Linked DNA regions of Triticum aestivum: region 1 is linked to region 2. Evidence: chromatin contacts called from public Hi-C data. All regions are on one chromosome and are shown on one strand. The core of a region is the stretch at or near the end of the contact, and the rest is flanking DNA. Distances in the headings are between cores, read along the strand shown.

The links. A called contact is a pair of places that touch in the nucleus more often than the background predicts.
Region 1: a Hi-C map of leaf shows a contact between it and region 2, with 3 times the contacts expected there. The contact joins the promoter of LOC123113598 here to the enhancer-like site in region 2. A contact is called at or near these places in 2 of 5 Hi-C or Micro-C datasets (both in leaf).

Annotation. Positions count from the first base shown.
Region 1 is chr5B:608,115,577-608,121,582 of IWGSC CS RefSeq v2.1, forward strand. It overlaps LOC123113598 (myosin-binding protein 7), which reads right to left and starts at 3,273. Exons shown (of 3, transcript XM_044534893.1): 1 at 2,059-3,273; 2 at 582-625; 3 at 85-492. The coding sequence starts at 3,018. The coding sequence ends at 390.
Region 2 is chr5B:608,000,879-608,006,409 of IWGSC CS RefSeq v2.1, forward strand. No RefSeq gene overlaps it. Among protein-coding and RNA genes, the nearest start is that of LOC123113597, 11 kb to the left of the region's middle. Within about 2 kb of position 3,748, at least 6 of the 8 cell types and tissues checked have an H3K27ac peak or open chromatin away from gene starts, as enhancers often do. A contact at or near this core is called in leaf, where this site is marked.

The DNA of each region.
Region 1 (6,006 bases), core at 2,023-4,522, 110 kb after region 2:
GAAAGAAAACGACCAGCACATAATTCACATGGCCTATGTGATTTAAGTCACGATGCTAGTTCAAGATCAAAACAAGTACAAATCTGAAGAGTGAAGTACACAGCATTTACTTGCCGAGGAGACAGAGACGGAGACTCCACAACTCACCGCACGATCAGTTAGCTCCATATTACAAGCTATGCAAGCCTAGTAGTCCCAATAACACACTATACAGCAAGCTCAAAGCTTGAAATCCAAAACTTACATCGCCAATACCGCGCTGTACTCAGCCAAAACGAAGAAGAAACCGATCATCAAAGAATGCAATGCACGCGCAAAACAGAGTGGTAACCAATCGTCCGAAGTTCTGCATTTACATGTGTTTGGCTACGGGATGGCGGAGGCCGTGGTCATTGCTGTGGCCTATGCAGGCGCCGCCATGGACTCAACGTGGTGGATCTGTCGAGGAGCAGCAGGAGGCCAAGGAACGTGGTCGACAAGCCGAACGTATACCTGTGGAGTAGTCATGGCCGCAGTTTAGGGTTGCAAAAGAGCGAAGAAGGATAATCATAGGTTCAGAACGATTCATGGTATAGAACTACCTGGTAGTAGAGCTTCTTCTCCAGAAGATTACGGAGAGCAACCACTGCAGCAAAGATATAAAAATTGTTAATTTCTCAAGGATGAGAACAGTGGCAATGTTATGGAATACCGAACTACTCAAGGGTGGACATGAAAAATTCAGATGGAATTAGCAAAGGCAGTTGAAAAATAAACAAAATACTCTCTATTATATAATGGTTTCCTTTTCCAAGTTTCAGCTCCAAATAACGCAACAGAAAAACAGAACAGACATATCATGCAACATATATTTTCAAGTGCCATTGTATCTCATTACTACCATGTCTAGATGAAAGGTTAACAAGAAAAGGAGTTCAGTCTGTAGTTGTGAACAAGTATTAGCTGAAGTATTGTTAGCATTTGACATACCTTTGGTAAACGAACTCTATTCACTTCACAAATTTGTTTATCAATAATCATCACTGTCGTTTAAATTTCAATTATTAATGACCACGATGGATTACTACTGAAGTGTGTATTATATGCATATGAGAGAGAAGAATATAATTGCTGCGGCACACCATTTAGGCATCTCAAGCAACATTTTGTACTAAAAACATTGGGGATGGTATATTAACTTTGACCGAACACACACGATGATGATATAAAAAATAACTTACAGTAATTTCATTTATCAGGTTTATCTCCCACGCAGCCAAACTTTCAAAATCCAATTTCATCTAGGCCACCACCAAAATCTTGCACTAAATATATTAATCACATGCAACGCAACTATTCTGCAAGTGTGCAACTCTCCAGTGTACTAAAATTAGAACCTTAAGCACATAGTCTCCCAAATGTACTACGTAGCTAAAAATGAATCCACCAAACGAGAAGTACTTTTATTCTCTCCTAATAAGAGACACAAACTAAATCCTGAGCATCTCCAAATATAAATATACGCAGCCCAGTCACTAAATTGTCAACTCAATGTTTTAATAAACATCAAGTTCGTGTAAACAACAAAGAGTACAGAAGCTGATAATCACACTTCCAAAGCAAGTTCATGCACTCAATCTAGCTGCAAATGTTGAAATCGCTTATAAACACATCATATGGCATCAACTTAACAAAGAAACAACGGCAAATCATCAGCACCCTAAAAATAGTTTAGAGTACTCACTGGTGCCTTGCTGCTTCAATTCAAAAGAAATAAAAAATTCAGTTCATTTTACGAAGTTTAAGAAATGTCAAAATTCTGATTCTGTGCCGCTCCCGCGCCCAGCCAAGATTTGCAATGCATTTCATGCGAGGCACAACCAAAATCTCCCAAACTAAATCCATCAATCACATGCAATGCAACTAAATTCTACAAATGTGCTAGGCTCCAAATTTAGCACCAATATTCTGAAGTTAGCACCTGATGAGATTAGCAAATGCACGAACGATGTTTGCTAAGGCATAATGAATTTACAAACTTACTAATAATGACCCAATGTTGAGCGAACTCAATTATACCTTGCAAATTCCTAAAGCCGAGAATCTCTTCGCCGGGACAACAGCCTTTTTAACAATGCTTTTCCTCTCAGAGACCACTTCCCAGCAGAGTCGACGAGCCATCTCCCTTGCCATGACCAACTGTGCTCTCTCCGCCCGGAGCGCCGCAATCTCTCTGTGCATTGCCGCTCTGTCCGCCTCCAGCGCCTCCACCCTCGCATATAAACCCCCTGCATTGCCGGCTACATCCCCCACGTATTCCCCCACCACCGCCACGGCCGCCATCGTCGGGCTCGCGCACCTGACATCCACCGTGTACTCGAACTCTTTCTCCACAGGGGCAGTGGATTGCTCTTGCTCTTCCTCCTCGACCATGGCTTTCACCTCCATGCCAGCAGTGACTAACAAGTCGGCGCCGTCCCCCTCTGCCTCGGGCGAGACCAGGTCGTCGATCTGGTCCGCGTGGCCGCGCTGCTCCTCGTAGAGCTCCTCGTCCTCCTCGTCGGAGAAGGTGTCGGGGTCGATCCCGTGGGACTGGAGGCGCGAGTGGTAGGATGCGGCGAGGTCGGAGAGCGAGGCGAGCTCCTCCTGCACCTCGCGCTCGTGGTCGGCGCGGCCCTCGGCGTAGCGGCGGAACTGGCGGGCCTCCATCTGGGCCGCGGCCTTCTCCCGCTGCAGGCGCTCGATCATGAGCATGGCCTCGCTGGCCGCCGTCTCGGCCGAGGCCCGCTCGGCCTCCAGCTCGCCCTGCAGGCCCAGCGCCGACTCCTCGGCCGCCTCCTTCTCCATCGCCAGCCGCGCCGCGGCCGCTTCCAGCTCCTCAACCCGCCGGAGCAGCTCCGCCGCGCCCGCTCCTCCGGCGCCCGCCCTCGGCGACGGCTCCGGGGACCCCGCGGGCGGCGGCCTCCGCTTCACCGACCGCCGCGACTCCTGCGGGGAGCAGGATGACGAGGAGGGGGAGGGGTCCGCGAGCTGGTCCATGGGGGCAGCATGTATGTGCCCCGCGGGATCCGATCCCCAGCCCCGGATCCCGGCCCCCGCCGCCGGCGGCGTCAGCGCGGCCGCCGTGGGTGGGGTCGGACGGCCGGCGAAGGTCCCTTTCGGCGGGGAGGGAAGGGGGAGGGGAAAGGCGGGGAGTGGTGGGGTGGCGTGAGTTGGACGGGACGTGAGCTGAGCTGAGCTAGGCTGGAAGAGGCCAGCGGCAGCGACAGTGCTCAATAATTCGATCGATCGGAAATGATCCGGATAGTGGTACGATTAGATTAAGGGAGCTGGGAATAAGCGGGTGGGCCGGCATCATCATTGCATCACGCCGGTGAGCTTTCCACGTCGCCCGCGCGGAAAGAAACCGTAAAAAGAATGAAGCGGCCGCCACTCACGATTTGATTTGATTTGGTTTAATCTAGCCTTTCCCTCGCGCGTTTGGGGAAGAACAGAGGAGGAGCAGGGAGATAAAAAAGGTGCGCACTAGCTTGGCAACTTGAGGATTGTGTGGTGTTTTTCTCAGCTACAACAAAAAAAGGAACTTCTCGCGGGAAAATAAACAGCAAAAAAGGAACTTGGAATTGATTCAGTGGCATACGGTCGCGCTACTGCTACGTGCGCCGCCACTAACCGTGGAAATCGTGCAGGGGGGGGGGGGGGGGGGGGTTCGTCTACGTCTACGATGTGCCGCCACTCCTGCGGATTTATTTTTTACGTTTGCGCGCGAGCTGGCCTGTCCTGGCCACACCATTTTTATTTTTATTTTGTAGCACGCCATCTTTCTGTTCGTCGTCGTTTGTCTCGCGTCGAGGCGACGGAAGGCAGCGCCGCGGCGGCTCATGGCGGCTGATGTTTCCTGATCCGGCCATTCGGGTCAAGGTTCCGTCGTCAAGGGCAGGGGTCAATGGTGAAAGAGGGGCAGAGGTCAATGACGTGGTCCGTGCGATCGAGGAGTGCGGACATAGCTCGTGGCGTCATTGGACGTGCACGTGAAGGTTTAGCGATCGAGATCGGCGGTGTCTTCAGCTTCCTCGTGGCATGTCTTGTCCTATTTTTGTCTGCAGAGTGTCCTAATCATCCACACTGAGGTGTGGCCCTGTTTACATATACCTGAAATGATTATTGTTGGAGCAAACAAAGCTAGCTAAACATTATCACTTCGTTAACAACTTATTACAGCAACACCAACCGGCCGATCCAAACAGGCGGTGATTTTGTCCGTTTGGTTCGGCCCGATGGACACCCATGTCCGCATTCGCATTTGGATTGGCGCATGTGCCCAGCGGTGGCCCGACCCATTTTTTAGTTCGCGCGAAAAAAACACCACCGATATTTTGAAAATAAAAAATATTAATTAAACATTAATGTCGACCACTTTACATTAAGTAAAAACATTTAATAAAACTAAAAACTAGAAGGAGGCACGCTGCCCTAGGCATCCTCCTCGTCGTCGTCGGGGCCAGTGAGGTCGATGATTGTCGGCGCCGGGCCAGCCCAGGGGAACGCCGTCTCCCGGGCTATGGTGACGTCCTCCGCCGCCGGCTGGGCTGCCCCACCCCGGGCACGACGCTCCTCCTTCGAATCGTGCTCCAACTGCTCAAGCGGCTCGCCCTCGCGGGGCTCCTCTGCTAGCCTGCGCCGCCGCCATTGCTCCAGGTAGATCTGCTCATGCGTCGGCGTCGCCCCGAGCCAGATGGGGGGTGCGCTGACCCACTCGCGCACGTACCCGTGCAATGTGTAGTGCTCGGTCTTGACGGGGGTCGACGGTGGCTCGGTCTTGACGGGGGATGGCCGCATCAGTGGCGGCACGACGCAGTCGCCGACAGCGGAGAGCGCCATGGCCTCCGACAGCCGCACCTGGTACGCCTCCTCCTCCTCCTCCTCCTCCTTACGCCGCTCCTCCTCCTCGCTTTCACAGAGGGCAGCCGCCAGAGCCGCCTGGTAGGCGGCCTCCGCCTCCTGGTCCTTGTCGTGCATGACGAGGGCCGGCGGGGTGCCAGCCACCACGTTGCGGACGCCGCGCCGACGCTGCTCCTCGTGCTCCAACGCGAACCAGACCTCCCAATCGGGAGAGTCTGATGCGTTGGCGGGGTTGAGGCACTGCTCCGGCGACAGCTGCTGCCAATGGTGCCGCACCTCCTCTGCGTGCACCCGCGCCGACCACGGCACCGCTGGCACTAGGATCCTCTCCGGATCCAAGTGCCAGTCATGTGGCAGCATGATGTCAGGATAGGGGAGGTGATGCGGAGCATCCCAAGGTCATCCCCATGGACCTACCTTCGACTCCCATGACACCACTTGGACCAATGACAAGAGCTCAGCAAAGGCTATCGAAGATAAGGTGAACTCGCTCCTCTCCAAACTTCCATTTTCTATTTATAAGACAATGGCTACTACCTCATGCAGAGACCCTATGTGTGATCAGGTATTGGGAGGAAAGCCACGGATCAGCTACACCCAATGGACAAGATGCGAGGACACCAAGTTCAATGGACAAGAAGAAGGACTGCTTGAAACTCCCAGTCATCGGACGACCGACGTCTCTCAGACGTCCGATGCCTGGAGGCTCCAACTGACTAGCCAAGTCCCTGCCCGTGCTCGCTCCAGAGCATCGGACGTCCGACCATGACCGGACGTTCGGACCCTCGCGAGCCATCGGACGACCGGTGACCATCGGACGCCCGACGCCTATGTGACCACCCGCGTGTTGGGCCGATGCCCACTTACCCTTTCGTCCACTAAGACTATATATAGACCTCCTCCTCCTCCCTCTTTCTAGGGTTAGCAATGGTTTAGCTCATTTGTGAGATAGAGCTTTGCTCATCCATCCGGATCTACTCCTCCGAGAGAGACCGTTCCCTCTTCGAAGAAGATCCACTTTGGATTCAAGACCCCTTCATGGGAAGACCCCTCAAGACCTCCTCATGGAGATGAACTAGTTGCCACTTGTATCGTCCCTTGTTGGATTCGGATCGTGTATCTCTC
Region 2 (5,531 bases), core at 2,498-4,997:
GCTCTAGGCACCATCTTTACGCCTTCATTCGTTCATGTCATGTGTTGTACCTTCTCTTTATACCCATTTCATTCCCTTCTATCAATGAAAATATATGCAAGCTTTGCGTATTCATAAAAAATAAGTTCTTATAATTTTTTTGGAGGATTATAATCATTTTTTATGCATGGGGTGTTTGATTCGTAGCATTAGATCTAACAAGAAATTTCCTAAAAATCTCTTGCACTGTATTTCAAAGAAATTTTCCCGTACACTCCACCCTTTTGAAAACAATAGCTAAACAACATTTTTTGCGGGGAACACATGTTTTTTTTTATTGTGATAAAATAGAGTGGACATGGTCGATCGAGTTGTCTCCTGTATGTGTGTGAGAACCATCAAGATCTAATGGCCTATATTAGAGTAGTTATGTTTTCTGGTCCGCTAAAAGCGTAGTGAATGTTCAGAATTAGCAGAGCCGGCCCATGCGGAGGGGCGAGGTGGTGGCCGCCGAAATTACTAATTGAGAGGAGTACTCGTTGTGAAGATCATTTCAACCTCCCCAGGTTGTGACGAGTGGCGCGCTGCATGTGCGTCACTCGTCGCAACCTGGAAGTTTTTCATTTTTTCGTAGATTCGTTTATTCAAAACATTTTATCTTTTAAACCGTGCGTCCAAATCTCGAACCGCTTTCGCCATTAGATTCCTCGCGTCGAGATCTTCAAAACTAGATACCATGTTGATAGGTTTCGATGAACTTTTTTCATGGAAAAACCGGACGAAAAAACCGAACCGGGAGAACGGGATTTTTCCCTTTCCGAAAGAGGCATGCTCGTGCCTCTCACGAAATCACAACCGTGCCTCTCGCGAAAGCAAAACCATGACTCTCGCGGAAGGAAAAAAAAAAGAAAACGCGTTTTTTTCCGTTTCCGAGGAGGCACGACCGTGACTCTCGCGAAAGCACAACCATCACTCTCGCGGAAGCAAAACCATGACTCTCGCGAAAGAAAAGAAAAACAAAAAACTCATTTTTTTTTCGTTTCCAAGAGGCACGGTCGTGACTCTCGCGGAAGCAAAACCGTGACTCTCGCGAAAAGAACAGAAAATACATTTTTTTTCGTTTCTGAGAGGCACGGCCGTGACACTCGCAAAAGCAAAACCATCCCTCTCGCGGAAGCAAAACCGTGACTCCCACGAAAGGAAAAAAAAACAAAAAATGCGTTTTTTTCGTTTCCGAGAGGCACGGCCGTGACTCCCGCGAAAGCAAAACCATGACTCTCGCCAAAGTAAAAAAAACATGTTTTTTTGCGCAATTTTCTTTTCAATTTTTTTGATCGAAAAGCTAAGGAAGACCGCAGGAAAATCAGGAATCTTCTAGGTGGTTCCCAGCCGGTTTTTTCCATTTCCTTTTTTTCCTTTTTGTTTCTTTTCTTTTTCTATTTCTTTTTATTTTTCATTTAAAATTTTCTTTTATTTTTCTGTTTTCTTTTCTTTTCTTTGCTCTTCCGTTTTTCTCTTTTCATGTTTCTTTTATTTAAAAATTTCAAATATTTATTCAAATTTATTAAAATATTCTTCTTTTCAAAATTTTCTCTCAACTTTAGAAAATGTTCAGAAATTTCAAAAAATGTTCCCATTTTCAAACATTCTTCATAATTTCAAAAAATGTTCATGTTTCAAAAAGTCTTTCAAGAATTTAAAAAATGTTCTTCTTTTAAGTTTTGTTCACGATTTAAAAAATGTGTGGTAAATTCAAAAAATTGTTCTCGTTTTCAAATACTTGTTATGTTCATGTTTTGAAAAATTGTTCAGGAATTTCATAAAATGTTCCTGCTTTCAAATTTTCTTCACAATTTCAAAAAAAATGTTCGTGTTTCAAAAAGACTTTCAGGAATTTCAAAAAATATTCTTGTTTTAATTTTTGTTCAATATTTAAGAAACTGTTTGTGTTTCAAAAAAATGTTCCATAAATTGAAAAAATGTTCTCATTTCAAATATTTGTTACGTTCATGTTTTGAAAAAGTGTTCAGGAATTTCATAAAATGCTCCCATTTTCCAATTTTGTTCACAATTTCAAAAAATGTTCATTTTTTAAAAAGTCTTTCAGGAATTTCAAAAAATGTTCTTGTTCTTTTTTTCACAATTTAAAAAATGTTCACTAAATTCAAAATAATGTTCTCATTTTCAAATATTAGTTACGTTCATGCTTTAAAAAAATGTTCAGGAATTTCATTAAAGATTCCGGTTTTCAAATTTTATTCACAATTTCAAAAAATGTTCATGTTTCAAAACGTCTTTCAGGAATTTCAAAAATTGTTCTTGCTTTAAATTTTGATCACAATTTAAAAAATATTTAAAAAATGTTCTCGTTTTCAAATCTTTGTTATGTTCATGTTTTAAAAAAATGTTATCTTTGTTATGTTCATGTTTTAAAAAAATGTTCTCTTTATCAAAATATGTTTAGAATGTCATTCATAAAATGTTTATGTTTCAAAAAATGTACAGGATTTTCAAAATATGTTCTCATTTCCAAAATTTGCTCACAATTTTCAGGAAAATGTTTGGGCTTCAAAAAATGTTCAAGAATTTCGGAAAATGCTTCTTGTTATTCAAAAAAAAACACAATGTCAGAAAAGTTTCTAATTTTCCAAAAAAATTCACGTTTTAGAAAACTGTTAGGGTTTGTAAAAAAATGTCCATTTTTTCTAAATTCGGATTAGAAATTTTTTTCACATTTTTTTCGAGAATAAGCTTAGATTGTAAGAAAATATTTGTGGCATTTCGAATTTTTTGAACTTGTGAAGAAATGTTTCTAAAATATTTATTCTAAAATCTCAACCCTTTTGAATGTTGTTATAGTCTTTCGCGCTTAAATACTCTCTCTGTCCAGAAATACTTATCGCAGGGATGAATGTATCTGGACGTATTTAAGTTCCAGATACACCTATTTTTATCCATTTCTTCGACAAATATCTCTAGACGAAGGGAGTATTCAGTAGCACCTTTGTGGTCAGAGTGGCTAGCTGGTCGTGGTATGCTCTGTGGTGTGCGTGAGATGGTGGGATTGAATCCTAGCGTAGCCAAGCTGGTTGTCGGGCTTTTTTAGGTCGCGCGTGGTACATGAAATACATGTGGCTTTCGCGTCGATGGGCCGGCCCAGTCGTGCATCGCGCGTGTGTGTCGAGCTTCTGTTTGACGCAGAATGAGTCGTACTGTATGTCTCTATGACGCACTCAAGCCAAATCCTATTCGGCGCTTAAGGCGCCGAATACAGTGCATTTGGTACAGGGCGCATACCCCTCCTGTACTGCTTGGTTGGGTTTTTTTAGGTCGCGTGCGGTATAGGAAACACATGTGGCTTTCGTGTCGATGGGCCGGCCCAGTCGTGCATCGCGCGTATGCGTCGAGCTCCTGTTTGACGCAGAATGAGTCGTACTGGATGTCTCTGTGACGCACTCAAGCCAAATCCTATTTCGGCGCTTAAGGCGCCGAATACAGTGCATTTGGTACAGGGCGCATACCCCTTCTGTTTGACGCATAATGAGTCGTGCTGGATGTCTCTATGACGCACTCAAGCCAAATCCTATTCGGCGCTTAAGGCGCCGAATACAGTGCATTTGGTACAGGGCGCATACCCCTCCTGTACCGCTTGGTTGGTTTTTTTTAGGTCGCGTGCGGTACAGGAAACACATGTGGCTTTCGCGTCGATGGGCCGGCCCAGTCGTGCATGGCGCGTATGCGTCGAGTTTCTGTTGGACGCAGAATGAAGGCGCCGAATACAGTGCATTTGGTACAGGGCGCATACCCCTCCTGAACCGCTTGGTTGGATAACGGGCCGGCCCATCCCGCTTCCTTCCGCCTTTTTTTCTGACTTCTGTAAACTGCAAAAAGGGTGTGCATGGCAGGATTCGAACCCGCGACGTTCTTGTAAAGAATACGACGCCACAACCAACCCGACAACAGACCCTATGTGTTCATATGGTGAGTTGTTCGGCCTTTTAATCTATTTCTTCTTCTTTCTTCGTTTTTTCTCTCTGTTCTTTTTTTCCTTTCCTTTTCCAAATTCGTGAAAATAATTGCGAAAGAAACTCGTGAACTTTTTTCAAAATCCATGAACTTTTTAAAAATTCGTGAACTTTTTCCTTGAAAGTAGATGAACCTTTTTCAAAATCGATGATTTTTTTTTCAAAATCGTTGAACTTCATTCAAAATTGATGAACTATTTTCAAAATCAATGAACTTTTTACAAAATTTTGTGAACTTTTTTCAAATCAATGAACTTTTTTTCAAATTCATGAACTTTTTTTAAATCCATGAACTTTTCTGAAAATCAATGAACTTTTTAGATCCATGAGCATTTTGTTTTTTGAATTCTGTTTTCTGAAATTCTGACATTTTTCTCGAAAGTCAACAACAAAACGATCGAACTGTTTTTTTCTCTTCAGTAACGAAAAGATCAAGCAGAGAAGTGCTCATCGTGCGCGAGCTCGTCGGCTCGTTATTGGGCCGGTCCACATAGCCAGGCGCACGGGCGGTCGTTTCCTCTACTGGCGCATAAGGCGCCAGCGAGGAGCTCTCCGCACTCAACGTCTAATAGGGACCTCCACCCACAATGAGCCATGATTGGACCAACCCATTTACTGCACCTGTAGCACATGGTACACTATAGCAGACCGATCCGTTCTAGCGACTCCTACTGTTGTAGGTCTGTAGCTATCTAGTTCATTTTAGCGCCCCGATGTAGCAAACCGGACACGGTAGCCTTGGGTTACTGCAACAACCTATTTTTAGTCACTTCTTATTTTGAACATTTTAAAAAGCAAACAAATCTTGAGATTTATGAACATTGTTTGGGAACACGGTCATTTTTTGAATTATGGAACATTTTTTGAGACTATGATTATTATTTTTGAAAATTCCAACCACTTTTTAAAACATGAAATTTTAAAAATCTTTCCAAACAATTTTTTTAAATGGGTACATTTTTAAAATTTGTAACAAATTTTGAAAACAATAATTTTTTTAAATCCCCATTTTTTGTAAATGCGGACATTTTTCTAAGACCCATTTTTTGAATTTCTGAACAAGTTTTGAGAAATGGTCGTTTCTTAAATTCAAAAAATCAATCATTTTTTAGAAAGCAAATATTTTTAAAAATAAAATAAATTGGAAAATAAACAGAAAAAATGCTAAAAGAAACAACAAGAAAAAAAATAAGACATGAACCAGTCAGAAACCTTCTAGAAAGTTTCTAACACCAAGATTTGTGCTCGGTGTTACTACCTATTTCTACCCTTCCTTCCTCTGGGCTGATAAAAATTGGCAGGATTTTCACTTAGCATTGCAAAATTAGGAGCCCTGACCTTATTGTTCGATTATGAATCGTTATTTGTCGGCACCGTTGACGCTACTAGCAAGTCAAAGTGTGTCCTTGTCAATAGGATATATTTACACAAGGCACGACACTTATGTAGTGTAGCAGATGTTAGTAGCGCAAAGTAGGTCGAAGCACATGTTTGATTCTGAGTTATACCATAATGTACACTTTGTCA